Regions from separate parts of the Rattus norvegicus genome. Here region 1 is linked to region 2. Evidence: chromatin contacts called from public Hi-C data. All regions are on one chromosome and are shown on one strand. The core of a region is the stretch at or near the end of the contact, and the rest is flanking DNA. Distances in the headings are between cores, read along the strand shown. Region 1 has its middle 37 kb from the start of Or10j5. Region 2 has its middle 8.0 kb from the start of Crp.

What was found. Hi-C and Micro-C count contacts between places; a contact is called where the count stands out from the background.
Region 1: a contact with region 2 is called in a Hi-C map of liver, with 4 times the contacts expected there. The contact joins two enhancer-like sites. A contact is called at or near these places in 3 of 12 Hi-C or Micro-C datasets (kidney and liver).

What each region holds. Positions count from the first base shown.
Region 1 is chr13:87,998,190-88,002,126 of GRCr8, forward strand. No RefSeq gene overlaps it. Among named protein-coding and RNA genes, the nearest start is that of Or10j5, 37 kb to the left of the region's middle. Within about 2 kb of position 1,537, at least 1 of the 93 cell types and tissues checked has an H3K27ac peak or open chromatin away from gene starts, as enhancers often do. A contact at or near this core is called in liver, where this site is marked.
Region 2 is chr13:87,699,921-87,704,186 of GRCr8, forward strand. No RefSeq gene overlaps it. Among named protein-coding and RNA genes, the nearest start is that of Crp, 8.0 kb to the left of the region's middle. Within about 2 kb of position 1,996, at least 1 of the 93 cell types and tissues checked has an H3K27ac peak or open chromatin away from gene starts, as enhancers often do. A contact at or near this core is called in liver, where this site is marked.

The DNA.
Region 1 (3,937 bases), core at 287-2,786, 300 kb after region 2:
CTGGACTCTGACCCCATAGGTAGCAATGAATATCCTAGTAAGAGCACCAGTGGAAGGGGAAGCCCTGGGTCCTGCTAAGACTGAACCCCCAGTGAACTAGACTATGGGGGGAGGGCGGCAATGGGGGGAGGGTTGGGAGGGGAACACCCATAAGGAAGGGGAGGGGGGAGGGGGATTTTGACCGGAAACCGGCAAAGGGAATAACACTTGAAATGTATATAAGAAATACTCAAGTTAATAAAAAAAAAATAAAATTAAAAAAAAAAAAGAACTCTGATGAGGGGTTGGGGATTTAGCTCAGTGGTAGAGCGCTTGCCTAGCAAGCGCAAGGCCCTGGGTTCAGTCCCCAGCTCCGAAAAAAAGAACCAAAAAAAAAAAAAAAAAAAAGAACTCTGATGAAATGATGGGCGGAAGGCCGAGGGAGAACTGATCATTAACGGACAGTGCAGAGGAAGTGTAGGCTTCTGATAGAGTGGCGGGCTGTACATTTCTTTGTGCTAGCAATCCTGAAACATAACTGCGAGCAGGCAGCAAGCACTAGGAAGAGAGACTGAGAGAGAGGGTGGGAGCCAGAGAGAGAGAGAGAGAGAGAGAGAGAGAGAGAGAGAGAGAGAGAGAGAGAGAGAGAGAGAGAGAGAACGAACGAACCCGGGGCTTCCCTCCTAGGATTTAAGAGAACAGGCCATGATACAAGAAGCCAAGAGGACCTATTCTTTGGGTGAGAAACAACGGGCTCCAAATCTGGGCTCCTGGTACAGTGAGTTATTAATAAGTTACACCCATCTACATTCTGGCCGTTTTCTGATACGAATGCTTTCGAATGATTCTGGATCTCTTCTCATTACTGGAATGTACGCCCCTGAAGGTTGGGATACAGGCTGTAATGGTACTTTTTAATAATTAACTACCATCGATTTGTCAGCCAAAGGTCATCTCTTCCTACATTTGAGAATCTCAAACTCTTGGCACCTGAGAAGAGAACTAAAAAATCGTTCACAAATTATTGATACACTATAATCCCTTGCACGTCTCACCCAGTCATGGAGACCCTGCAAGATCTGAGCTCAATGATAGATTCTCCCACTTTAAGGGTAAGGCCCTTAGCACCTTTCCAGGTTGCCGTGCCATCCATGCCTGCAGGGTTTCTGGTCTTGGCGTTTGCAGGGGTTACCATAGAGGATGCATGATATTAGGGGGGAAAGAAACAGTTAATAAAATGATCCGATCTCTGTTTTCCTCCCCTGACATTTTGTTGGGTAAATATTTTTCTGCCTTTCTCTTCTTAAACACGCTCAGGAAGAGGTTTTTAGTCCCTAGAGAATACATTGATTACCAGGTGAAGTTGGTTCTACAGCTGGAGAAAGCTGCAGAAATTTAATTTGCTGTTGAGCGGTACCTGACTTCCTATCTGCGAGCCCCTTTCTTTTGATGCGTAGTGCAAGGACATGGAATGGACCTCATTAGACCCAGAACTGGGGAATGCGGCTTACACAATGAGGTTGAAATACTGGTTCCAAAACCACCAAAACTTTGTCTACCCCAGTGCTTGCTGGTGTTTGCTTTTAAAGCCTTCTTTAGGACTTGCTGGGCTCTGAGCCCATAGATAGGCCTGGTAAGGAAAACTATATCGGGAATGGTTTGCACTGGGTCATCCCAACCTGTCCTGGGGAAGGGGTATACCTCTCTTATTGAAATGAGTTCCAAAACAACGCTTCTATTTTATTCTTATTCTTTTTAATTGAAAAATGTCAGTTAGCATACACAGCAAGTCTTCATGACAACATGAGACATGTATCTCATAGTCTTTGTACATACTCACTCCCTTTATCGTCCCTTGCCATTGGGGTCTTTCCTCCCCCAAATTAGTTCTTTTTTCACTTTTATAAGACCAGCTAGCTCTTTGTGGAAGTAATTAACTGTCTACCTTTCTGTGTCTTGCATGTATCTAAGATAAATCTCCAGTGCTGGTATTTTAAAATCAGTACAATAGAGTTCACCTCTGAACCCTAGAGTGAAGTGCTTTAATGTCACCAAGCTTTGTCCAAAGCTCCGAGAAACAAATGTGACTGGCATTTGAATTGCATCGTTATCAGGATCTTGTCCTTTTCTTTCTGGAGCTTCTTTTTGTGTTGCTTGTGTTTCAAGTCGCCTGTTACATTCAGTTAATTTTTAAATGCCTTGTTGAGCTCGTGAAACGACTGCCCCTCACAGAGGGCTTTTGTGTACAGTTATTAAGTTCTCCATTAATCAGCTCTTTATTACCCCAAGGAGCAGAGAATTAGGGAATAAGCCAAAATATATTTTGTACAGGCAGAATGATACCGCAGAATAAATCAATGCTCTACAATGCATTTGCAGAACTCTCTTCTGGGGTTGGAGTGATACCCGTTTCATCATTACGAATGGATGCTAGATTTCTGTATCTGTTGAGATGATGATATGGTTTTCTTTTCATTTCTGTAATTGTGGTGAATTAAGTTGATTGATTTTAAAGTGTTCACCCCATTTTTTTTATTCCTAGAATAAATAGAACATAATTGTTGAGGCATTACTCAGCTCCCACATTGTAGCATTCCTTGTCAGTATCTGCCGTTAGGTGATGTTCTGAACAAATAAATTGGGAAAAGTTCTTTCATTTTTATTCTCTGAAGAAGTGTTTACAATAATACTGGTGTTTTAAGTTGGTTGTCTGGTAGACAGATTCCTTTGTAGACAGATTTTAACACATACCACTTTCCCTGTTATCCATATGATGTGTGTTAAAGACTGGGGGAGTGGGTGCCTGGGGAACCCATCAATAGTTCCCAAGTCTGTCTTTTTTTCTTTCACACACATAATACTATGAGGCTTAATTTGTAAATTAGGCTCAGTAAGAGATTAACAAGAATAATCAATGAAACAATGATAGTGTACTGTGATAATAGTCACATGAGTGTAGTCTTTCTGTCAAAATATTGTAGCATATTAACATTTCAGTTAAAAGAAAGCATCTTCTGGATCTTTCGGGGTGTGTCTGCATTCTAGGTGTCATTAATCCTCTTCCTTGGGGCCATGATCAAGTACAGTAGGAGACTCATGAGCGTAAGTACGGAAATACCCCAGCAATTCATTGGATGGCTAGTAGGTGACTAGTGAGGGGTAGCATCTACAGTGTAGATATGCTGTTCGAGACATGGGTGGGCTTGGGTAAGAGAGCAAGGGATTACATCACGGTGCTCAGAACGGTGCTCAGTTTAAAACCTAGGAGTTGTTTGTTGCTGGAACTTGTTTTCTGATGTTTTGAACCACGAGCAAGTGAAGTCACAGACAGTAAAAAGTACAGGTAAGGGAGTCAGGGGAGCAGGTAAGGGGGTGGGGAGAGCAGGTAAGGGGGTGGGGAGAGTAGGTATTGAAATAATTTGATTTCTTTATCACATAGGATTACTCAGATTTCTGGTGTTTAGCTAGGTTTGTTTTGTGAGTTCTCTGTTTTAGGTTTAAAATTTAAAGTATCGACTCAAAAATTATCAGAATATTTTGGTTTTTTCATCTCTATAAGATTCTGGAGCTGGCAAGCTGACTCGGCAGGCCAAGGTGTTCGCTGTGCAAGCCTGGAGTCCTGAGTTTGATCACTGAAGCAAACACAAGGTGGAAGAAGCAGATCACAGAGTGGTCCATCACCTCCACATGTGCTTCCCTCCAACGTGCATGCACGATCTCCTTCGGTCACGCGTTCTATCCCCCAGTCACACGCTAACATACATTAAAATGGATCTTGTGCTTTGATTCTTGTTCTACCTAATTATCAACTTATTAAATATTATTCGTTCTTCTATAGAGCATTTGGCTTCTCTTGGTCTCTGTTTTGGTTTCTTTTCTACTTGTCTAAATCTTTGCATTTATTATTTTCTCATTTCTTTAGGTTTCTGTTTCTGCTTTATATTCTTAGGTTTACAGA
Region 2 (4,266 bases), core at 746-3,245:
TGGAGGCAGTGTGTGTGTGTGTGTGTGTGTGTGTGTGTGTGTGTGTGTGTGTGTGTAGATTGTAAGAGCTACAGCGACAAGGAGTTTCCTGTGAGCTCATCTCCCAGAAATGAAGCTAAAAGTGCCTTATTCTGATCTGAGCTTTTATTGTATACTAGACACTGAGGCCTTTAAACACACTTGTTTGGAGATTTTGTAAAGATTCGTTTTAGAGTACTTACTTTCTCTCTTTTAATATATATATATATATATATATATATATATATATATATATATATATATGTATGAACACCTATGTATTCATTCTTCTCTCATATATTACATCCCGACCACAGCTTCCTCTCCCTTCACTCCTCCCAGCCTTCCCCAGATCCTTCAGAAAAGAGCAGGCCTCCCAGATACATTAACCCAACACAGCATAACACATTACAGTAAGACTAGGCACAAACTCTCGTATCAAGGTTGGACCAGGCAAACCGGTAGGAGGGAAAAGGTACCAAGAGCAGGTGAAAGGGTCAGAGACATGCCACACTCCCGTTGTAAGGAGTCCCACAAAATAAATCATAATATATATGCAGAGGCCTTAGCTCAGACCCATGAAGGCGCCATGATTGTAGTTTCCATCTCTGAGAGCCCCTTCGAGCTCTCCTTAGTTGATTTTGAGGGGCGTGTTCTCCTGATGGATTGTAGGAGCCAGAGTACTTACCTTTTTTATATTTATTTATTTATTTATTTATTTATTTATTTATTTATTTATTTATTTATTTTAGGCTTGGAACTCACTACATAGATTAAGTTGGCCTCAAACTCACAGAGATTTTCCTGCTTTTTTTTTTTTTTTCTCTCTCTGAGTTAAAGGTATGTGCCATCATGCCCGGCTAATTTTTGTTTTATATGTAAAGAAACCAAGGTCTGAGGAGGTTAATCAATTTTCTTAGCCTCTGACTACTCATGGCTTATCCCCTGCCCTTGTGCCCACAGTGGAAGGAGAGTGGGGTATGGGGATAAGTGTCTTTCTTTAGGGAGCCCCCATACTTAATTTTTGTTTTTCTTGAGACAGGGTATTTTGCATCCTAAGCCTCAGTATCACAGTATAACCAAGGATGACCGTTAACTTCTGATTTCTGGGGTTACAGGTGTATGTGGTACTTTACCTTGATTGGTGCTGGGTATCAAGCTTGAGAGCCTGTGCAAGGCAAGCACTCTTGCTAGTCAAGCTAGACCCCCATTCTAAGTCTTGTTCTTATCTATCCAGCCTCAATGTTAAGACAGCATTAGGCTGACTATACTCATGGCACACTGTTAAATTCTTCTCCAACCTGGAATACCCACTCTCTGCCCCAGATTATCAATGCCTCAGACAACGCCTTACCATGAAGCCTTCTCCACAGACACAGAATGGTGGAGACTTCCATACCAGTAGATCTCAACTCTAGGTGCCAGCTAGAGTTACCTGGCCAGCTTTCAAAGACCTAACAGCCAAGGCTTCACCCAGATCATGACACTAGAGTCTCCGGTGACGAGACCCAGGTGCCGATGTTTATAAATTTGCTCAAATAATTCCAGTGTGTAGCGAAGTCGTCCACTGTGGAGGATGGGGTACCGCTATTCTTGTCGATTGGTGGCTTTGAGAAGATTCCAGGGGTCTAGGAATTCTAGGCTGCTCCAGGATCAAATAAAGTGACAGCCAGGTGTTTTTCATGTTATTTATTCAATAAAGCTGCACAGAATTGACAAACATCCTGCCTTGCCTCAGGGTGTTTTTCTTTTCCCGAAGACTGTTACTCAGATTGCTGCACTTTGGGGTGTTTCTCTCATCTACAGAGGCTTTAAATCAGGGAGAATCCTACATGCCAAGGTGTCTAGGAAAGCTCAGATCCTTACATATTTTTTATGAATCATCACAAACTCTAAGGAAAAGAGAGGAGGTTCCTGCCGACCTGCCCGAGGGAAGGGTCAGGTCACATTGGAGGCTGATTTATTGTACCCGACGCTCCCTGAAATGATTCCAACAGTTACAGAGCTGTGTCAGCAGCTGCTGGGAACCAGCAGGGATTGTTAACTGGTTCACAGGGACTCTCTCTCTCTCTCTCTCTCTCTCTCTCTCTCTCTCTCTCTCTCTCTCTCTTTCTCTCTCTCTCCCTCCCTCCCTCCCTCCCTTCCTCCCCCTTTCATTTTAAAGGTTTGTTCAGCATATCCATTTTGGAGGTAGTTCAAATTTTGGAGGTGTTGTGGATTCCATGAAATCAATAATTTTTCCAGCATCCATTCCCAGTGTTGGAGGCTGTATTTTATTGACTTGTCTGCAGAGCCCAGATGTTAATAATAAAGCAATTTCCACACTGGGAAAACATATTTTTTTTGTTCAAGTATTATTTTCCATAAAATCCTTTTCTGTTTTCATAATGTATATCTCTTTTATTGGGCAAGTGGGCAAAAAGAGAGGAAGGGCTAAATTTCTGAAGCAATTACACCAAGCCAGTCACATCTTTTTAAAAAAAATCTGGTGTAAGAAGTCCTTTGGAAAGGACAATTTAAAAAGAAAATTTAACGATTCACTATTAAAAAGAAACCATTCTATAAGCAGACTACTATTTTTATAGTGATTTTTTTTTGGTTGTGTGGTTGGAATATGTTAATCAACATCTGAATTTTTTAGTCAGTCAATGGAGAAATGCTACCAATTCCTCATTGAATATCAATGAAAAACTGTGATGAGACCATGATAAATTAGTTTGATTCATTTTTTTTTTTGGTTCTTTTTTTCGGAGCTGGGGACCGAACCCAGGGCCTTGTGCTTCCTAGGTAAGCGCTCTAACCACTGAGCTAAATCCCCAGCCCCTTGATTCATTTTTTTACATGATCTCACAATCCTTTAGAATGGAATTTACATATTTTAAAATACTTTTATGCCTGTATCTTTTTTTTTTTTATTAACTTGAGTATTTCTTATATACATTTCGAGTGTTATTCCCTTTTCCAGTTTCCGGGCAAACATCCCCCTCCCCCCTCCCCTTCTTTATGGGTGTTCCCCTCCCCATCCTCCCCCCCTTGCCGCCCTCCCCCCAACAATCTAGTCCACTGGGGGTTCAGTCTTAGCAGGACCCAGGGCTTCCCCTTCCACTGGTGCTCTTACTAGGATATTCATTTTATGCCTGTATCTTAAGGATGCTGTCTCGCTGATGCTATTCTCTGGTTTAGTCAATCGGGTGCAAAGTCAAATAAATGTCCGTCCAGACTGGGATTCTTACTCATAAAACGAAACACTAGTTTCTGGAGCCTCGAGGACTCTCATCTGCATTCCCTCTTTCCGCGATTCTAATTACATGCACACACACACACACACACACACACACACACACACACACACACTCATTTTAGTAGCACTAAAGCACATTATGGAAATGTTGGAGGAGAAAATCCTACCTAATTCTGCTCTCACAATAGGAGCACATTATCTTCTGGCATTACTGCCTTTCCCCTAAAGTATTTACTTCTTTACATGCAGTATCTTATGTTTTTTCTCCTTTCTAATTATAAACGTTTGCCATGTTGTACCATAAAGTTTGCAGCTAACATTTTAAATGGCCCTTCCATTCTGTTTAGAGGGTGACGGTGTATACCGTTTTCTTAAATGTGCCCAATTTTCTAATTTTTCATTACGCTAAGCAATGCTAAATGGTTTCCTTTGTGAACAAAGTCTCCTCCCTGCCATATTTTATGTCTCTTCCCAGGATGTGACTGTCCTAATTTACCAGGCAATGCCACATACAGCTTCTGGAGCTCCAGCCTGTACCATGGAGTCGTTAATAAATAACCCATATCGATCTCTCATTTTGTGATTTATCTTACTCTCTTTGCTCTTAGAGCTTTGATTCATGGCTCCAAGGGGGCAATTTTGGAAAATCGTTTACCAGCTGAAATATCCTGACTGTGGCACATTTAAGGTCAAGGTAGAGGGACCCGAGATAGAAGGATTACAGATGTTCAAATCCAGAATCTCCATCCTCTATTCATTTTTTTCCAGGAGGATAATCCAGTTCATGTGTGTACTAAGAGAGGGATAGTGGTAGGGTGGCAGAAGGAACACGGAGCTTCCTGGATTTTTGTTTCCCTCACTCAGGGAGGGAGCCCCTGCCACTGGTAGTTGAGACCCCATTGTAGGCTTATGACTGTGCCACTGCGTGTTAGGGTAAAAAGTCAGCCTGGATGAGGGTCTGAGGTCTGGGAGCACCCCAGTCTGTGCTTTCCTCTGACAAGGTGAGA